Regions from separate parts of the Macaca mulatta genome. Here all the other regions are linked to region 1. A link is a contact called in public Hi-C data. All regions are on one chromosome and are shown on one strand. The core of a region is the stretch at or near the end of the contact, and the rest is flanking DNA. Distances in the headings are between cores, read along the strand shown. Region 1 holds the start of HNRNPD (heterogeneous nuclear ribonucleoprotein D). Region 2 holds the start of LIN54 (lin-54 DREAM MuvB core complex component). Region 3 holds the start of THAP9 (THAP domain containing 9).

The links. Hi-C and Micro-C count contacts between places; a contact is called where the count stands out from the background.
Region 2: a Hi-C map of liver shows a contact between it and region 1, with 7 times the contacts expected there. The contact joins the promoter of LIN54 here to the promoter of HNRNPD in region 1. A contact is called at or near these places in 2 of 14 Hi-C or Micro-C datasets (fetal cortex germinal zone and liver).
Region 3: a Hi-C map of fetal cortex germinal zone shows a contact between it and region 1, with 2.7 times the contacts expected there. The contact joins the promoter of THAP9 here to the promoter of HNRNPD in region 1. A contact is called at or near these places in 3 of 14 Hi-C or Micro-C datasets (fetal cortex germinal zone, fetal cortical plate and liver).

The regions. Positions count from the first base shown.
Region 1 is chr5:51,439,456-51,444,147 of T2T-MMU8v2.0, reverse strand. It overlaps HNRNPD (heterogeneous nuclear ribonucleoprotein D), which reads right to left and starts at 1,981. Exons shown (of 9, transcript NM_001260807.2): 1 at 1,436-1,981. The coding sequence starts at 1,668. LOC114678302 (a long non-coding RNA gene) reads left to right here and starts at 2,300. Exons shown (of 2, transcript XR_003729639.2): 1 at 2,300-2,787; 2 at 4,117-4,692.
Region 2 is chr5:50,759,270-50,763,961 of T2T-MMU8v2.0, reverse strand. LIN54 (lin-54 DREAM MuvB core complex component) reads right to left here and starts at 2,715. Exons shown (of 11, transcript XM_028848456.2): 1 at 2,566-2,715.
Region 3 is chr5:50,871,789-50,876,480 of T2T-MMU8v2.0, reverse strand. THAP9 (THAP domain containing 9) reads left to right here and starts at 1,983. Exons shown (of 5, transcript XM_015138417.3): 1 at 1,983-2,130. LOC106998329 (a long non-coding RNA gene) reads right to left here and starts at 1,746. Exons shown (of 5, transcript XR_003729637.2): 1 at 1,583-1,746; 2 at 1,328-1,472.

The sequences.
Region 1 (4,692 bases), core at 732-3,231:
CAAAGTGCTTCTCCCCTCCCCACTCTCCCTCCAAATCCTGGGCTCTTTCTCAGTAAAGGGAATCGTGTTTTCTAACACTGAGTTAAAGCGACATCTTACTGTTATATCCATCAACATCTTTCTCTTTACAGTTTAAAAAAAAATTCAGACACACACACACCCCTCCCCATTACAAAAAGGAATGGAAGCGTGAACCCACGATCATCACTCAGTAATCGGAGCTAAGAAAACTCAACCAAGAACCCCGATTTAGTCCCTCCTGCTAACTCCCGTATTATGTTCCCAATCCCAAATGCTGCATTTTAATACACTAAATGCAGATTTAGGTAGTATATACAACTGTTATTTCAATCAGAGGAAGCAAGTTAATACTAAGAAATTTGCACCAAAAAAAAAAAAAGTATCCCATAGCACAATACAGGATTTGTTTCTCTTAAGAGGACTATAGGCCTCCCTTAGTGGGCGGGAAAGAGAAATCAAGACACCAAAATAGGATCCTGGGCACCGGGAAAAAAACGGGACTGGAGGTTGTAAAAAATTAGGTTGCACATAAAAAGTAAGTTACAATCTGTACTAATAGTTGGGGAGCCCAATAGCTGAGGGCGCGAAAAGGGTGCGCGGTTAGAATAACTCGGGGGTGGGGGAAGGGTAGACACTAGGCCGGAGATAGGAACAGCTCCAGTCAAGTGCAGGCCCCACCGACTAGGAACTTAACCTGAGCCCGCGGAGCAAAACCAACGTACCAACAAGAAAGTCGCAGCATTTCACCGGAGCTCATTTGGTCTGCACGTCAAAATATAGGGCCTATATGAACATGCCATTGTGCGATAGCGTATGGTAAAGAAAATGAGTAAGTCCTTAGGCAAACTTATTCAAAATCCCAAGAAAACATTCGGCCTGAGACCGACAAGGGAGAGGCAGAAGTGGACAGCCTACGCGTTCCCCAAAACATGCGCTTATAAACAATCGCATCGTTTCAGGATGGTGGAGAAGCACCAAATAAACCTTAGCAATACAAACAGGGAAGCTTTTTGTGTCTGTCTGTGTTTTTATGCCCAAGACTTTAGAATTTGGGAAAAAGAGGGGACAGCATGGAAAGAAAAAAAGGTACCCCTCGACAGGCGGGAAAAAATCCTGGCGGCTAAGTCGGTGGGAGGAGACCCAGGGCGAGGGAGGAAAGGAGGGCGGGCCGAGGAGCAGCATGGTGACGGCTAAAGGTGGAAACGTGTGTGATGGGGGAGGGGGGCGATAAGCAGGCAAAGGAAGGAGGAAATGAAGGTCCGGGGAACCCAACATAGAAAAGGGGACACCAGAACAAGAAGGCTACATGGGGGCCCGGAGAACAGGCTGAGAGCGGGAACCAGGCCTAATGGCGGGGGAATGAGGGGGAGGGGGACTAGTTGGGCCTGACTATCCTGGGCTGCCCCTTACTCACCCTTCATCCTCCTCGTTCTTACTGGCGTCAATCTTCGCCCCCTCCGACTCGGCGCTGCCCCCTTCGGTGCCTCCAGACGCGGTTCCGCCCCCGGTCCCGGCTCCGCTTCCCGCCGCCGCCGCTGCCCCCTGTGTCGCCGCCACCATGGCTCCCTCCTGCTCGCCCGCCGAGCCGCCTACCGCTGCCGTTGCCGCTGCCGCCGCCCCGTCCCCGCCGAACTGCTCCTCCGACATAGTGCTAGTGTCTCCGCCGCTGCCGCCGAGACTACACCCGCCGCTGCCGCGAACCGAAACTAGCAGCAAAGTAATCCCCGCCGCTGCCGCGCGCCCGCTCTACCTCGCGAAGCACACAAGACAGGGAAGGCGCGCGCGTGGCTGCAAAGGCTCCTGCGCCTCTCCCTGGCCTGCCCCCTTCGCCTCCCACTCTCGCGCGGCGCACACTCCCGCTCTCTCCCGCTGCACTAAAAAAGAATAAGCACCAGCGGCGGCCGCTCTTGCCTCCTCCTCGCTTTAATGGCGCCGCCGCGGACCACCTAAAATGGCCGACGGAAGAACGGCGCGTCCCGGTCACGTGATGCGAGAGCGCGCCCTTCGCGCGTCCCCCCCACCCCTCTCCCCCTAGGTTTTTTTTTTCCCTTTCCTCTTTGGTCCCGCCCTCTCGCTCCCCTTTATACCTTCCTCTCACGCTCGGCGTCGCACAGCCTGTGGGGGCCTTTAAAAGGAACCGGAAGTGTCGTGAGCTAAGACGGTCGCGCGGGGACCATCGAGAACAAGGAGTGCTGTTTCGAAGTAGCGGCTAGAGGGGCCCCCTGCCTCCGCCCCCGCCCTTCCGAGGATTCCTGGAGTCCACTCACCCCTCCCCAACACTCCAGTAGCTGGCTGGAGCAGCAGCATCAGGCCGTGGTGTGGCTGCACCTCCGCGAAGGCGGCAGTTCCCCGTGCAGCTGCGGCGTTCAGGTGGGGGAGGGGAGGCTCACACCCTGCGGCGGCTTAAGCCTGGATGTACGCACTCGAGGAGGGAATTAGCCCTGAGATGTCAGCCCTGTGCCCCTGACTCTGTCCACCCGGACGCCTGCGGAGCGCCAGGCGCCGCAGCGGACCGCGCGCGCACTGATTGCCGCAACTCCTTCCTGCCGTCGCCGCCCGGGACCGGGTGACATTGAGGTTTTCGTCTATCGCCGCTGGGCCGATAGGGCTTCTTTTTAAGATTTGACTTTCCAAGTAAGATTTTTGTTTGCCTGCTTTTCTCCTGAAATTTTTTTTTTTTTTTTTTGGTCGAAGAAGCAGGTAACTTGCATATCTTAAGGAAAACATCGTTTTTGCTTTGCTTTTGTTGTTTAGAGATCCTAAAAGGTACCGTGATTCCTTTACGTCAATTGGAAAGTGTGTTAAATCAAGGGTTCGCTTAATGTTCTTTAGTCCTACATAGGATATATAAATGTCGTGAGTCATCTTTACGAGCTTTATGAGTTTGTGTTCGGGTTTGGGTTTTTTTGTTGTGTGTGGTTGTTTTGTTTTGTTTTCTTGTAACACCGTTAGGCATTTCACTAAGGTGTATAAAAAGTAATTTTTATAAAAATTCCCGATGCCTCGGCTGGAGACTGGATTATTCGGGCTTTGGGATTTGCTGCTTCCAGCGGTATCCTTAGAAGAAAATGAAGCTTTTAGGTACTTCGGTAGTCAACAAATAATTATTTGCCTCTTTAGTAAGTGTTCGGGCACGGGGGAGACAAAGACGAGTTTGCAGAATCCAGCAAAAACCTTAAGAGTTTAAGTATTTGGGCCGGGCGCGATGGTTCACGCCCATAATCGCAGCACTTTGGGAGGCCGAGGCAGGCGGATCATGAGGTCAGGAGTTCGAGACAAGCCTGACCAACATGGTGAAACCCACGTCTCTACTAAAATTACAAAAATTAGCCGGGCGTGGTGGCGGGTGCCTTTAATCCCAGGTACTCAGGAGGCTGAGGCAGGAGAATGACTGGAAGCCGGGAGACGGAGCTTGCCATGAGTGGAGATCGCACCATTGCACTCCAGCCTGGGCAACAGAGCGAGACTCCGTCTCAAAAAAAAAAAAAATTAAATATTTGTTTTTCCACTGTAGTTAAACGAATTTGTATTAATTGGGCACTATCCAAAAATCTCAAAGGAAGATTATAAATAAGTTTTCTTAATCAAATTAGTAGAATTTACATTAAAGAATAATTAAAACTTAAGAATACAGGTCAAATTCTGAAAACGTCCTAAAAATATAATCTTACCAAACTCCTGTAATAGTCATGTAAAGATAATACCAAGAATGTTTATCTTAAAGTGGTAGTGACTCCACATTTGTCTCCACCTGCCAGAATATTAGCAAAGGATAAAGTGGGTATGGTGCTGAAACGTATATTCCTGGTTAGAAACAACTAAGATGATTGACTGAAGGGAAGTCTGTTTAATCTTTCTGGCTTCAGGCGAGGGTAATTATCATTTATTTTGATCTTAAGATATCATTAGACATACCCACCTTTTGGTAATAGTGACTTTTCCAAAACGGTTCATCTTCATTTCCCATGTAGCTTAGGAGCTTCTGGAATTCTTAGAATTTATGTCAAAAATTCCAGACAACCTAGGAATGATTTTAAAGCTAACAACTTTACTATATGCTTTAATGAGGATGTATGATGTCTGTATCACCGATAGCTCTTCGTATTATGGCCAAGATCTCTACATCCAGGATGTGCTCCTGCATCTACGCTATATTCCTCTTGGAACTCACTTAACTTCTGGCAGATGTAGTGACTCACGCCGGTAATCCAGCACTTTGAGAGGCCAGGTCGGAAGGATTGCTTGCCTCCAGGAGTTGGAGATCAGCCTGGGCAACACGGTGAGACTTTGCCTCTACAAAAAGTCAGAAAATTAGCCTGGCGTGGTGGTTCCTGTTGTTCCAGCTACTCCGGAGGCCGAAGTGGGAGGATCACTTGAACCTGGAAGGTGGAGGCTGCAGTGAGAAAAAGGCAGAGTGAGACCCTGTCTCAAAAACAATTGTTACTATTTATGTGAAGTCTTCCTAGGCTTCCTGAGGCAGAATTAATCATCCCTTTTCACAGCCCTTTATCTTTACCTCTGTTATTCTTGTTTTCTACTAGACCATGAGTTCTTAAAAAACAGTGTCTTCTATGTATCCCTCCCTCCCTAACACACTGTCTCTCTCACACACACACACATACACACACACACACACACACAGCAGCAATATATCCACACTATATAATTGCC
Region 2 (4,692 bases), core at 1,466-3,965, 680 kb after region 1:
TGTTTTAAAAATTGTATCAGGAAATCATGCTAAGTGCTAGCGGTTCCTCTAGGCCTCAGCAGCAGCCTTAGGTATAAGAGCAAACTGGAGCCCTCTTAACACTCAAAGAATAATGTTGATGTCATGACGAGGCTACTGATTCTTCGCACTCCGGACAAGTCATTCCTTGATCCACAGCGCAGTTCTTTCCCCACCCACCCCCATCCCCCCAAATAAAGAGATCTCCAGACAGAGAAGCCCTCGGGTACCCCCTCCTCCTCTACCTCCAGCGGCTGCCGCTTTCTCCTCCCTCGGGCTCCGAGGTGGGGGCTCCAGAAGGTCCTGGGCAATCCCGAGCCCCGGCGGGGCTTGTTTTGCCCGTGCACGATAGCTCTGGCCAACAGCTTCCTTTCCCAGTTTGTCCAAACTGGAGCGCTTCAGGGTACCCGGGGCCCGAGAAGGGAGCCGGGGTGGCGACGTCGCCGCCGCCGCCGCCTCTGGTATGTCAGGGGCCGGGATTGTATTTCGAAAGATCCGCCATTTTCACCTCGTCATCACCATCACAGCTCAGCAGCTTCCCCGACAGCCGGAGCCCGGGCCGCCGCCGCCGCCGCCGCCACCACCAGTAACCTCCCCCTTCCTCCTCCCCTCCCCGCCCGCCCCTCCCGGGAGGCGCACACCCACATATCCGGGGAAGCCTCCCGCCGCCCCGCCAACCTTCAAACGCACAAGGGCCGTGCAAGTGCACACCGGCTACGCCGAGACCTTTCACCCCCGGGCGGAGCACGGGCCCCCGCAGGGACGCCAAAGGAAGTCGCGCCACCTGCGGGGTCCCAAGTCCGGCATATTTTTGTTTGCAAGACCAAAAGCCATGCGGAGGGTGGCATAAGGACAATAAAGAACCCAAACTCTTTTATTTTCAGAGCAGCAACTTGAGAGAGATGGTGGAATGCGTTTTATTCACTGTGGCTATCTCAGGTACCAAAAACACTGTGAAGACCCTTAATGTCATTCACCAACTTTGACATTTTACCCCACCTGCGGAACTACTTTGACAGGATGAGCTATTTCCATATGCATGTTCGACCTTTGACACCTTTGTCAATTACAGGCAGCACTCCTCATGCAGGTGAGCTGGTCAAAACACTTCATTTTAAAAAATAAAGTTCTGAGCTGTCTTCCTCTCCAACTTAATTTTATCTGGTCATTTCTGTCCATGAACACTGTGACTTCCAATCTGTCATCGGTTTAAGACGTCAAAGCGCAACTAGATTTAAAATGTATTGAACTAATTGTAGAAACATTCATGAATGATCAATTTCTAAAATATTGAAAATATAACTCTAAGCTAAAAGTATTTGCCAAATGTTTTTAGGATCTAAGTCATCAAATTAAAAAAAAAAAAACCATCTGCTGCTGATATATTTGTTCAATACAGTGAAAATAAACAGCTTGCTTCAGAACAAGACCCTAGAGTTACCTACTAGGTAAGTGAGAGTTAACAGCTCCTGTCATCAGTCAGTTGAATAAGTAACCAAAAGAGAACAGAGATAATTCTTAATCATTTAAAAAATAACAAAACATAAGCTGCAAGGCTTCTTCTGAGACCAACACTTAAAAAAAAAAAAAAAAAGGAAACTGGCTGCCTTTGTCAATTTCAAAAAGAGTTAACCAACCAAAAACTTAATTCTTTATCATTCAACTACAATATAAGCTCTGGGCAAACTGAATTTCAAGGCTGCGAACAGGGCCACTCTACTGTCTAAGTTAGTGTAAGAAGATTAAGGTTGAAGTTGAAAAAGTCATTTCATTTCCCTACCTTGTTTCAATGGCAACTCCATATAAAAGTCGGTAGATTCAGCCTTCAACAAGGGCTGTCTACCACCCACCCCAATTGCTGTTTTTATATGCAGACTGCCAGATGCTGAGAGTGTAAAGTGTTATCAGTTACTTCATCTTTAAACTTCATTTCCCTACTGACGGCCCCGTCCATCCGCACTCTGCTTGGTTGTTTACCGTTGCTGTCCAAGCTAAGTCCCGGCCCGCTCCCTTCCCCCGTGCACCTCGGGAACATTATGACATTTGGCTGGTGGGCTTCGCGAGGAAAACGGACACGCACGAACAAGAGCCTATACAAAGGGGCATAGGAAGAACGCGGCGGCGGGCAGTAGGGAGAGGAGGGACTGGCACAAAATGACACAGCAGCAAAACCGGTTCCCAGAAACCCGGGGCAGCCACGGCCGGCTTGTTGGGTCGCGCAGTGTGCGTGTCAACAGCCGCGGGAGCCCTTCCTCCAGACCGCCAGGCAGGCGGCTGGCCGAGCGCTGGCCCTGCCGGGTGACAGCCACCCTCCCGGGAGCCGGCGGGAAGAGACGGAGCCCCGAGGATCCTCCGCCCCCCGCAGCCCAGGGAAGGGGCGCGGCTGACCCCGCTGGCGGGTTCCCGCTCCCCGCCAAGGCCCACCGGCCCGGGCTCCCGGAGGGAGCGGTCCAGCGCTCTCCGCCCGCGCAGCCACTCGCAGCGGGGGCCGGTTCCCCCTTCCCGCCCGCCCGCCCAGTAGCCCCCATCCCGGCGGCTGACACTCACCAAAGCCGGCGGCGCCGCCGCCTCCTAGTCGCGCGGCGCTCCCTGGGCTCCCAGCAGCAGCGGCGGCGGCGGCGCCTCCGAGACACAGACCAGGGTTTGTTCAAAATCACGCGCCCAGCGCCATTCCACCGCCGCATCCCATAATACGCCGGGCCCTCCCCGCCCGCGCGCCCCTCTCTGCCCGCCCCTGCGCTCAGCACCCCGCCCCACGGCCGGCTTCCTTCGCTCCGCCTCTTCCGCGGTGCCTCGCCCCTCCTCTTGGCAACCCGAGCCCGCGTTATTCCGCCCGGCTCCGCCGGGGCGCTACAGCTCCACGTGACTCCGAGTGGCGCCCGGTCAAAGTGATCGCACGGAATGTTCCATCCCACTGAAGCTGGTGGGGGGAGGACCCGCATCGCGCTGCTGTTGGGAAAGACCGTCCCTTCGTCTAGCTTTCCTTGTTAGGAAGTGTGAGCTGTAGGTGCGACTTCCAGGATATCCCGCTGTTTGATGTGCTTGAGTGAGGAGGTGATCAGTAGTCACAAATGCCAAGTCACTGTGTTTTTAGGCACTAATTTTGCAGGGGTCGCTAAAAAGCCCCAGGGAGATCATTGAGAGTTAAACTTATTTTGAAAGAGACCTTTTGTTTTTTTCTTGCAACACACAGCTAAGACTAACACAGTCAAAATTATTTGTATTTAATCACCTTTTATTTTTTCCCGCGATTTATATGATATCCAAATACGGAGTCGGATGACCAGACGCTGAGAGATCATTCTGAGGGGAAAAAGAAAAAATATTCTGAGAGATTATTAACTGCTGTGTGTGAGACAAGCACTACAGATATGAAAAAATAGAAAATACAAGAGTGTAAATGTAAGATGGTGCGGTACAGTGTATAATTTGCTAATGGAGCACGGAGGACATACAGGTCAGCATCAGAGACTACCTAGGGAACACAATGGAGGAGGTGAAACTAGTGGAGGCAGCAATCACTTTGGAATCAAGCGGTACTGGTATTTAGTGGCACCTCCGTTTATTAGTGTATAACGTTTATTTTCCTATCCAGCAAATAAAAATAACAAAACTTCCCAGAATTCTGATGATTAAATAAAATGAAGGGTGCTAAGCAGGTACACTGTCTCTGCCTAAAATGTTAGTTCCCTTGTGCCATAATCAACACCCAGTACCAGCCCAAACACTAATAGTCAGGATTTAACAAGGCAGATGTCATGAAATTAGCAAAGCCTTGAAAATGGTAAGGTCTGTGACATGTGCAAGGAATGTGATAAAGTTGAAAGACACAAAGGCTTTGTTGGAGATCAGCATTGTGAGCCCACTTTATGAGGAACCTTGAGAGCTAGTGTGAGAAATCCTCATGGTAAAATGATTGATGGTACTGTTGGCGCACCACTGGAAGGAAGAAGAGAGTGCGATGGGGTACCCAAAACTGGCTAGATTTTAGAGAGACCAAACAAATCTCAAAAAAGGGAGACCCTTTCCCAGTTTATTCCACAAGGCAGCATAACTCTCATACTAAAACCCAAGACAAACAGTGCCCAAAAAAGAGAAGGGAAACTTCCTTTCTCACTATGATTTTGTTATGAAGGGAAAATTGATTATTTAGATGTTATTGATCTGGTGCTGTGGCTCACACCTGTAATCGCAGGACTCTGGGAGACCGAAGCAGGAGGATGGGTTGAGGCCAGGAGTTTGAGACCAGCCTGGGCAACGTAGTGAGATTCCATCTCTACAAAATAATTTTTTTTTAAATAAAAAGAATTAAGATATTATCAGACCAGGCGCAGTGGCTCACACCTGTAATCCCAGCGCTTTGGGAGGCTGAGGCAGGTGGATCACCTGAGGTCAGGAGTTTGAGACCAGCCTGGCCAACATGGGGAAACCCTGCCTCTACTAAAAATACAAAAATTAGCCGGGCATGGTGGAATGCGCCTGTAGTACCAGCTACTCAGGAGGCTGAGGCAGGAGAATCACTTGAACCCGAGAAGCAGAGTTTGCAGTGAGCCGAGGTCATACCAGTGCACTCCAGCCTGGGTAACAGAGTGAGACTCTCAAAAAAAAAAAAAAGTTATCAAATTCCAGCAATGTGGTAGTAAAAAGAATTTACAAGCCGGGCGCGGTGGCTCA
Region 3 (4,692 bases), core at 734-3,233, 570 kb after region 1:
GATACGTGCTATAAGATGGATGAACTCTGAAAACATTCCAAGTGAAAGAAGCCAATCACAAGGACCATATATTAGTTTATAATTCCATTTACATGAAGTGTACAGAGCAGGCATGGGCACACAGAAAGTAAATTAGTGGTTGCTGAAGCGGGGTGGGGGAATATTTGGAGGTACTGCTAATAAGAATGAGGTTTCGGACAGGCGCGGTGGCTCACGTCTGTAATCCCAGCACTTTGGGAGGCCGAGGCAGGTGGATCACGAGGTCAGGAGATCGAGACCATCCTGGCTAACATGGTGAAAACCGTCTCTACTAAGAACACAAAAAATTAGCCGGGTGTGGTCGCCGGCGCCTGTAGTCCCAGCTACTTGGAAGGCTGAGGCAGGAGAATGGCGTGAACCTGGGAGGCGAAGCTTGCAGTGAGCCAAGATCGCGCCACTGCACTCCAGCCTGGCGACAGAGCGAAACTCCGTCTCAAAAAAAAAAAAAAAAAAAATGAGGTTTCTTTTTGGAGTGATGAAAATGTTCTAAGATTGATTGTGACTATTGCACAATTCTGTGCATATCCTAAAACCCACTGAATTGTACAGTTTAAACCAGTTAGTTGTATGGTATGAGAATTATATCTGAATAAAACTGTTACAAAAATACAAGGCAACTGATTTTTTCCTCAAAGACAGCTAAAAACAATGTATTTTTATTCAGCCTCATTCAGGTCTTAATTGGTTGAGTATGAAAAGGCTCCAACAGCCCAACCAACTTACAGTATTTAAATCCAGTTCCTACTCTCTGCACACATCTTACAGCCAAAAAGTATTTTCCCTGCACATCCCCCAGGGACCAATTTTTCCAAAGTTCCTTGACTATCCTTAGGCCGTGTGACTTTTAAGGAACCATAACCAAAAGCTATTAATTCCATCCAAAGAAGACATAAACATATTTTAGTGGAAAACTGGTGTGAATAAATAATACCTTAATATGTGTCTTTTCGGCTGTAATCAGGACAAAGTAAACACAAAGGGGAAAAAGAAGCAATCTTGTTAGGCCTGGATATTTGGAATTATTTTTGTGTGCTATACAAAGAAACGGAAAAGTTGCAAACCCTTCTATTTTCTGTATGCTAAGGATCTCCTCAGAGACAAAAACACACTGCCTGTTTCCTTCTAAGCAAATTGAATCTCTTCCTCAAACATAAGGGCTTATAACTAAGACATTGTTCTAAGCTTTTTCTCCTGAAAGCTATCCATAACGCCTCATTCCCAACCAAAACCACTTAATTGCCCCTTGTCCCCTGCCCCTATTACTAATGACGAGCCCCAAGAACCTTACCTTATGTCCTTCATTGTGGCAGTGTTTCAGAAAAGGGTTCCTCGAATTAAAAGTCGGCGTATCCTGTTTGACTCCCGCTCCTCCCGTATCAGGTACCTACAGCCAACCATGCCAAGAGTTTCCGCATTATCTCCGCATCGGAGAGCTACAAGATAAAGCGCAAGAACACGACACGCATCTCAGTAAATCATGTATTTTGGGCCCGACTCTGTCTTCAACATACCTAGGGCACCGTGTTTTATCTCTTTTCCATACCCTTTCCTCCCGATATCCTCCAGTTTCAGAGAACGCATCCGGAGACCCATTGGCAGGTTCCCGGATTCGTCTCAATTTTGGTCCTGCCTCTCTGCTTCGCATTTTCAGGCTCGGTCTCACAAAGAACGACGATGGCGGCGGATTGTGCCAGAATGGGTGAAAACAGAAGGAAAATGAACCGGTGGCAGCAAAACCCACTATTGGGCCTCCAACACGGAAGGAGGAGGGGTCAAGTGCACGTCTTCAGGCTCAGGCCCTTCCGATTGGCTGCTGCGACACAACGTGGCCTGTGATTGGCTACGGTACCGGCGCAGGGCCTTCGGAGAGGAAGTGTGGAAGTCCCGCGCCTCTAAAGCCCGCCTTTCCTGACAAATAAAGGTCGTAGCCGCAGTCAACGGGCGGAGCTAAAGTGGTCGTGATTCATGCTGTCGCGGGAACCCCGAAGGTGGGGCCCCACGTAACAAGAAGATGACCCGAAGTTGCTCCGCAGTGGGCTGCAGCACCCGTGACACCGTGCTCAGCCGGGAGCGCGGCCTCTCCTTCCACCAGTGCGTATGGGAGCAGCCTCGGACCTTCGAACTCCCTGCGGGGCCCGGCGGGCCGTAGCGCGGCGTGGGGCGGGGCGGGGCCGCACTGTGGGTCGTGCAGTGGATGTGACGCGACGTGACGTGACGTGCGCAGCGTCGGGGCGTGGGAGCGGAGTTGGGGCACTGTGAGAATTGAGGTTCTCTCTCTTCGCTCAGTGTTTACCTCTTTGTAGCCGGGTCTCGCACCGCTTACCGCTGTAGCGAGAGTTACGCGAAAGGAGTCCTCCATTAATTGGATGGTCTTATTATTTAAAGTGAGGAGGCCGGAAGGGAAGGCAGTTTGGGACAACGGTTGAAGTGTGTGGCGTGTTCCTGAGCACGAGTACAGATCAGTTTTCTCCTGTACTGGCAGACATTGAAAGTTCTTAAGTGCTATTAGCCGAGCTCTACAAGGCCGGTCCGATTCTGGTTGGATTTGATCATGGGGAAGTTTCGTTTGGCTCGACAGTGGGGAAGAATTTCAGACCAGTCTTATCTGAACTTATCCATGGTTCAGACTGCTATAGGTCATTCAAATCAGTATTCAGAGTGTACCGGCAAGTAGAAAAGTGGGTAAAAGAGATCATCCCAGACAAAAGCAGATTTATGGAACGATCGAAAAGAACTTTATGGTTGGAAAATGGGTTTAGGAAGAGGGTAGTTAGGAATGGCATGGGAAAATGTAAAGGATAGAAAGTGCAAATATAGAGGAATGGGAAAGTACCTGAGAGACAAGTCATTTAAAAAATTTAAATGCCAGGTTAAGGAGTTTGGATTATGTATGGTAGGCTGTGTATCAAATTCATTGATTTTTTTTTTTTTTTTTTAATGTTTTAAATAAGGCTGATCCCTCCACCTAAATTGTTAACAGTGTGAACCAATTCATTCTGTATGTGAGACGATAATTGATTTGGGATTTTTCTTGTGATAGAGGTAGCTTTAAACTAGGGAGACATGAATTCAAATTTTAATTGATTATTTACTGATCTCTGTACTTAGTTCTGGGTCTTGGTTTCTTCTTCTGTAAGAGGAATAAAAACCTGCCTTGTAGAGTTTTGTAAAACCAAAACGTAAGACTTTATAGCATACGTAGAGCACAAGGTAAATGCTTTAAAAATGGTATTATTACCAATTTAATTTTTTCCAGAACTCAAAACTAGTTATGCTAGTTAGACTACAATATTTCCCAACCTTTTTCTTCTTCTTTTTTTTTTTTGTTTTTCCTTTTTTTGGAGACAGGGTCTCACTGTTGCCCAGGCTGGAGAGCAGTGGCACTATCACAGCTCAGCGCAGCCTCTATCTCCCAGGCTCAAGTGATCCTCCCACCTCAGCCTCATGAGACTACAGGCACAGGCCACCACCCCGGCTATTTTTTTTTTTTGGTAGAGAAGAGGTCTCAGTGTGTTGCCCAGGTTGGTCTCCAGCTTCTGGGCTGGGATTACAGGCATGAGCCACCCTGCCCAGCCCCAGCCTTTTTCATAGCATTTTACGCATAGGAAATAATTGTTCAATACTTTGGGGGCAAACCTGCAGCACTCTCTGGGGCTGCCTTGAAGTAACTACTCAGGTGTCCCAGGCCAATATCAACAGCTGTACTCACTAGGCATACCAGTTGGGAAGCTTTGCATCAGAGGACCACGCTAGTAATAGAAGTTGTTGGACCAGCCAACTTTTGAGGGTTGCTTGCACATTTAGAGACTATACCAAATCTGTGGAAAAGCTCCCTTGCAAATATGTTCCATGAGTTAAAAAATAACTCTGAAAAAAGATAGATTTGCTCCAACCTTATTGGAAAAAGAATTCCCTGTTCATTTTCCGTTGATCAAGTATCATCGTCATCCTGGAACAATAAAATTGTAATCCCAAAAATGGAATTAGTTGTTCCTAGGAAAGCGCAAACTTTGGATAGTACTTTAGAGTTTACAAAGTGATTTTGAATACATTTGTAGCCTCATACACTCTTACTACAGCCCCATGAGGAAGTTCTAAGATTGAGAGATGTGTCTAATACCATATAGCTGGTAAAAGGTCAGTGTTCTGATCTTTTAAAGCTATAAAGCTTAAAAACAGGTTTTCCAAGTCAGTCTTCTTTCTCAAGGTGATTGAGAGAGTATCTCAGAATTATCTTTTACCACACTGCTATGTTTTTGTAGCAATTAACTGAGAAATAAAATTTATACCAATCTCAGTTCTGGTAACTATGTGCCTTAAAGTCTAAATTAAAATGCACAAAAAGCATAGTTACCTATAAATCTGTCTCTAAAATAAGTCAAAGAAGAGGGGGCAGAAAGAGTAGTTTTGTGGTTCTTATTGTGTTAATTTCCCAAGTTTCTTGGGTTTTTTTTGGTTTTGTTTTTTTTTTTTGAGATGGAGTCTTGCTGTCGCCCAGGCTGGAGTGTAGTGGCGCGATCTTGGCTCACCGCAACCTCTGCCTCCCAGATTCAAGCGATTCTCCTGCCTCAGCCTCCCTAGTAGCTGGGATTACAGGTGCGAGCCACCATGCCCAGCTAATTTTTGTGTTTTTATTAGAGACAGGGTTTCACC